Linked DNA regions of Sus scrofa: region 1 is linked to region 2. The links are chromatin contacts, called in public Hi-C maps. All regions are on one chromosome and are shown on one strand. Each heading gives the region's core, a stretch centred on a gene start, on an enhancer-like site or on the middle of the called end of the contact. The rest is flanking DNA. Distances are from core to core; before and after follow the strand shown. Region 1 holds the start of CCDC190 (coiled-coil domain-containing protein 190). Region 2 overlaps RGS5 (regulator of G protein signaling 5).

Region 1 (3,027 bases), core at 227-2,726, 240 kb before region 2:
CAACGATTTCACATAGTACAGGCAGATATCGTCTAATCTCTGCAGTCTTTGGCTGAGTCTGGCTTCAGCCTGCTTGGCATTCTTCCTTTCCAAATCGAAGTGCTTATGCAGTGGTCCCCTAACCATGTGTCTCTCCATCTTCTTCATGGTCTAGAGATGACAGAACAAGATTCTTCCAGGCACTGTGACAGACCTGAGAAAGCAAAACAGGAACTCTGTCCCCTGGCTTTGAATCAGAGATCAGTGTTTGAATCCCGTGTGTTTCTAAACGCACAGCTGCCAGGTCAGATGAAGTCACACTATTGGAAAACTGCCCTATGGCAACATGAGTTTCCAGAGTGACACAGAAGTATTGAGAGCAAACTGCTCTGAACTTCAGTCTCCTTGCCAATAATATAGTGATAGACGATAGTTTCCCTATACAACCACCAATGAGATTGCTGCAAAGATCAAATAAAAAGAATATGAACAACTTTTTGGGCAAAAATAATAGAAACACTTTCCATACATAAGGCATTATTCATCCTATAAGTCCTTTCTACTGTTCTTTAGAGACTCCTTGAAAGCCTGTTCAGAGGTCTGTAAATGATTTGGGGACTTAGGACAGAGCCATTCTAGGGCCCCTTTAGTTCACTAATTCATGTATGTGCAGGTCCACACATAGTAGCCTGTAATTCTGCTATGTGCCAAGAGCTGTGCTGAGGGCTAAGAAAAGTGGTGAATGAGAAACAATTCCTGCTTTCAAAGAACTTTCAGATTTCAACTCTGGAGTCTAATGGTACATGCCGAATCTGAGCAATCAATATTGCAAAAAGTAGAAAGAGTAGGATCTGCTGGTCACAAAATAATATAGGCATTCAGAACAAGTAGTCTGGGCAGCTCTGGTGAGACCACTTGGATTGTGCAGGAGTTCCTCTTCCTGCCTTCACCCATCTTCCTCCTCTGAACTCTGCACTAACAGTCAGGGACACCCATTTTTCCTCCTCTTTGCATCCTTCACAATATGTATCTCAGAGCTAAGAGCACAATACGTACCTGAGATATAAATCAGCTGTTATCAAAAAGCTTTGATTATAATAACACTGGAAAAAAAACTTAGTATTAAAAGGGAGATAAGGTCAGGACACAGGAAAGAAATTTTAAGACAGCTTGATTTCAGCCTAAAGTGTAGAATAAACTTTTACTGAAGAACACGGTGAGTAGCACTTACCTACAAATCCAGGGTTCTCACCGTAAAACTGTTGCCTGCTTCTTTTGGTATGCCAGGCTGAGCCTGGATTAATGAGCCTGTTTTTCTTCAGTAAATGAAGGGGTTTAGTGTTGGGGAAGAAGGGAGGGGAGGGGTCTTTGGAGAGGGCTGCAGGGGAGAATGATGAATATACTTGAAAGCTCTCATCGATGCCACCTCCTTGGTCAGGAATGCTAACTCCCTGGGTGTGGGCACCAGTCCCAGAGCTTGAAATAACTCCTCGAGTTAAGGAAGCCTGCCAGCTTCCAGCCCTCCCCTAGAGGGGCACGCAGTGCTCCTGGGCTGTGTCCATGGGAGCCAAGAATGAAAGCAAGGAGCGTCTTACTCTGTTTTCAGTCTCTCTCCCCTCTCTCCCCATCCCCCTTCTCTATCCCCCCCCTCTTTTGCCATACTGCTCCCTACCTCCCCTCACAACACCCATTCCTACTTCTTGGAAACCAGATCAGGTTCCATAAGAAGGCTTTTTTTTTTTTTTTTTTTTTTTTTTGTCAGAATGTGCACATTTTATGCAGGAGAGTAGTTAATTTGTTTACTTTGTATTCTTGCACACTGTACTACTTTTCCTAGGCTTCTATCCATGTTTTGTGTACTTCAGGGCTTATTAAGATGTCCAAAGTTGTCAAAATGGAATTAGGCAAAATGAAATTTAAATCAGCTTTTGTGATCATATATTGCACTCTGTGGTAGAAGGCCAGTTGAACTATATTGGCTATAGAATAAGATATTAAGTGGGATTTTTACTGTTGCCCTAGAGCTTCATCTAAAAACAAGAGGCATTAATGTCCCACAGTCTAAAAAGACCTGCTAGCACAGAGGCCTATTAATTCCCCCAAAGCTTACAGAGAGACAGCTAAATAGGCCCACAGTCATCACCTAGCAAGCAAGCTATTATAAGGAGCTTACTGGGGAGAGGGAGTTGAAAATCCATTATTCTCTCAGTAGGAGGTAATGCCTTTACCATCCCCTCTCATGAGGTAATTCTCCCACCTCCAAAATTTAAATGAAGGGAATGGGGTCCCAAGAAAATCGTCATAGAGAAGGGGATGTCTACACAAGGGGATACTGACACCTCCTTCCCAGCTGGAGAAGGACTGGTTGGGGAAAAAACAATAATGCCTCAGCACAATTATATTTGAAGAACTCTGCCTCTTTTATTTCCTTATATACCCCAACATTGGGGGTTACATATTGAAAAGATAAGGGAGAGGAGGTATACCAAAAAAATCCATGTTTTCCAGTCCATCCACGGGGCTGGAGAAGGAGAATGATAGGGCAGATTATCATATCCCACCCTCCTCCAGGTCCCTTGGAGTCCAGCAAGGAAAGGGTTTAAACAGTATTTGAGATTGGAATTTCAAAGTGGGATTGACTTTTTTTTTATAACCAAAGTGTGTGTACAGAAATGTGTACAATGTATTCCTGAGTTTCCAGGCCACATCACAGGGAGTAATGGATTCTCCTTAAAAGATGGAGGCAGAAGTCCAGAAAAGCCAAGGCAGCTAGTAGCAGCAGGCAAAGTACCAGATTCAAGAAGCTCAATGAATTCCAAGCTGAAGAAAGATGAATAAAATGACTCCAAGGTATATAAAATCAAATTGCTAAAAAAACTAATAAATAATTTATGAAAACAACTAGGGAGTTCCCATCATGGAGCAACAGTAATGAACCCGACTAGAATCCATGAGGACACGGTATCGATCCCTGGCCTTGCTCTGCAGGTTAAGGAGACTGCATTGCTGTGAGCTGTGGTGTTAGTTGCTGACAGTTCTAATCCTGTG
Region 2 (2,765 bases), core at 245-2,744:
AACATCTGGTAATGTTTTCTCCCCTGTGCACAGTTGAGGGACTGTTTCTGTTTGGAGGTCAATCTAGAGTTAAAGAGGTGAAAACCACCACAACAAAAATGTAGTTAAAAATTAGTGACTTCTACACATAGAAAAAGAACGTCTAACATATAAGATAAACTATAAACATATCATCAGCTCCTGAGAATTTTGCAATTGATTATATTATGAGCCATGATGACAGCCATTGCAAGCTAAACTTGTATGGTTTAGTAATATGTTTATTGTTTATTGTGAGGACACAGAGCAGAGCCTGAGGGAATGCTCACGTAGAGAGCATGGGCAAAAGTGGGAGCCCTTATGGGAGAATTTAAGGTGAGACATTAAGGAGGAGAGTTTTAAGGAGGTCAAGTGGTGAGCAGAGCCCAATGCTGCCCATGAAGCAGGAGGTAGCCCTTAGTGACGACAATTTCAGTGAGATAGTAAGGTTTAAACGTGATAAAGGGAGTTAAAGATGAAATTGAAAGCAGTGACTTTCCATTTCTAAAATTATGCAGTGAGAGCAAGAGGAAGGGATGGAATAGAAGAGGTGAGCGGCTGGGAGAATGTTTTTCAGAGTGGAAATCGTATTTGTTTGTTCTGGTGGAAGACGGTCCAGAGGGAAAACGAGCAGTTAATAACACTAAAATAGTAACTGCATCTGGCTTTAGGCAGTAGAGATATAGGAAAGTTTTTTCTATTTTTCAATGGTTTGGTTTTTGTTTTTGTTTTTTAAATGAGAAGAATAAAAATGTATTTAAAAAAAGAGAAAATGCTTTTTAAAGAAGGGATTGCTTTTTAAAAAAAGATGAGAGGAGCTAAAAATACCTTCTATCCGGAGAAGGTCTATTTTCTCCTCTGAGGTTTATTTTCTTCTCCTTGAGAAGAACATGGGCAAAAAAAATACAGAGAAACTTTAAAGTGAGGAGAGGAGAAATCAATTGAGCTCATGCAAGACAGTCTTTTTCTGCCAGTTAAAAGGCATGGAAATTTGCCAAATATGAGGTGGTGAAATGGGATTTAGGAGTTTGGAAGAAGATGGGAAAGCTTTGTAGTGGCCACTGTTAAAAATGAGACACACAAATATTCTCACAGGAAAAGATGGATTTTTTTCCTAAACAATTCAAACTCCTCAAAGGAAGGGGGTGGGTGGAAGGCAAGAAAAAAAAATAATAATCCAATAAATGTCAGCCCCAGGTTTTCTTCCAAAACTGCTTCTCTCTGAATCCCTATTGAGCCAAATAGTTCAAGTGTCTGTGTGGGATATTAAAGCAGAGAATCAAAGCAGGAAACAAAGCACTATATTTATTTTTTAAAAGTTAATTCCAACAGATCAATAACAACCACACTGTTTATTTCGAAATAGACTTTTTGATCTTTCGCTATTATGAAATGTGGTTCTTACTCTCTACCAGTGCCTGGTGCCTGCCACTCCACGTTGAATTTTAGTTTCTCTTTCCTAAACCCAGAAAACCCAATTATGCCTCACTTCCGCTTTGGGATCACTTTGAAGTAATAAAAGGAAGAGAGGGGAAATATCCACTTCGGTTGATGAAAAAATATTTAAAAGGAATAACCTGTCTCTCTATCTCCCAACCAGCTATACTAATTTGAAGGTTATTCGGAGGCAAGATTGGCCAATTTATATGAATGTTAAATCTTAAAAGAAATTGAGGTTAAAGGGGATGCCTTGAAAGGGGAGGTTAAAGTGTGGTATTTTTACCACACTTCTGTCATCTCCTCAAAGGTCTTAGGTAGTAGAGTGAAGGAGTTTTTAATACATTTGGCTTTTCTTCCCCCCCTCCTTTCCTGATTCTCAGGGGTGTCTCTGCGTTGAAGGGAAGATGCAATGCACTTGTCTAGTCAATGCTGGACTGTGTAGCTAGCAGAACAATAGCAAACACTGTGAATTTTGTGCATTGAGTTATTGCGAGTACAGCCAATGCAGCGTGAGCTGGATTCATGGCTGTAACATCTTACATCTTGGGAATTGTAGTCCCCTCTGTGCCTAAATTGATAGAAGCATGTGGGGTGGTGGGAGAGGACTGAAAAAGTCCTGTCAGGGATGTTCATTTATGGGCTGGGGGAAAATAGCTTGATGTGCATTAAAGAGAAGTATCTGGTCAAGTCCTCATTCTTCTGTCAAGGAACAGTCTTCTCTTTCTCCCTTGGACCTCTGAAGGGACAATATCTCAGAAAAGGAACTATTAGACTTAAATTGACTGCCTTGATCTTCACGTCTTCCTGAGAGAAATGTTCCCACTTGTATCTCCCTGCCAAAGAAGAAGTCTTGACTACTTCCTGAGCAGGTGAGCATCCAGGGATCATAATTAATTGGGTCAGGAAAGCTTACCTGACTCAAGGACACACAGCAAGTGAACAGTTATTTCTAACTACATTTCCGTGTGGTCAATAACCTATGAGGTGGCTGATACTCTTTTATAAGAGATGGTCTGTCTCTCCAACAATGTCCCAAGATAAGACCTCATCTTCATTTTTTTTTAAGTATCCTCCCAGTAAATAATATTATGTTCCAAACACAGGAGAGTTAAAGAAGAAAAAACCCTATTTACTAGCCAACTCCCTGAGGACTCTTATGATCCTCAATGAGTAATTGAAGGAGGGAGTTCTACAGAGGAGGGATGGTGCTATGCACTTGAAAAGTAGCCATCCTCTGGAGGAAAAGAATGGAATCCATAATCATGACTCACTTCTGGATCTTGACTGGCTTGTCCGGCTTCTCATTG

The links. A called contact is a pair of places that touch in the nucleus more often than the background predicts.
Region 1: a contact with region 2 is called in a Hi-C map of liver, with 2.4 times the contacts expected there. The contact joins the promoter of CCDC190 here to the enhancer-like site in region 2. A contact is called at or near these places in 1 of 5 promoter capture datasets (liver) and 8 of 47 Hi-C or Micro-C datasets (heart right ventricle, liver, mesenteric adipose tissue and 2 more).

The regions. Positions count from the first base shown.
Region 1 is chr4:87,558,476-87,561,502 of Sscrofa11.1, reverse strand. CCDC190 (coiled-coil domain-containing protein 190) reads right to left here and starts at 1,476. Exons shown (of 4, transcript XM_003355080.4): 1 at 1,211-1,476; 2 at 1-150. The coding sequence starts at 147.
Region 2 is chr4:87,319,075-87,321,839 of Sscrofa11.1, reverse strand. RGS5 (regulator of G protein signaling 5) reads right to left here. Exons shown (of 5, transcript NM_214356.1): 2 at 2,730-2,765. Among named protein-coding and RNA genes, the nearest start is that of RGS5, 34 kb to the right of the region's middle. Within about 2 kb of position 1,494, at least 4 of the 83 cell types and tissues checked have an H3K27ac peak or open chromatin away from gene starts, as enhancers often do. A contact at or near this core is called in liver, where this site is marked.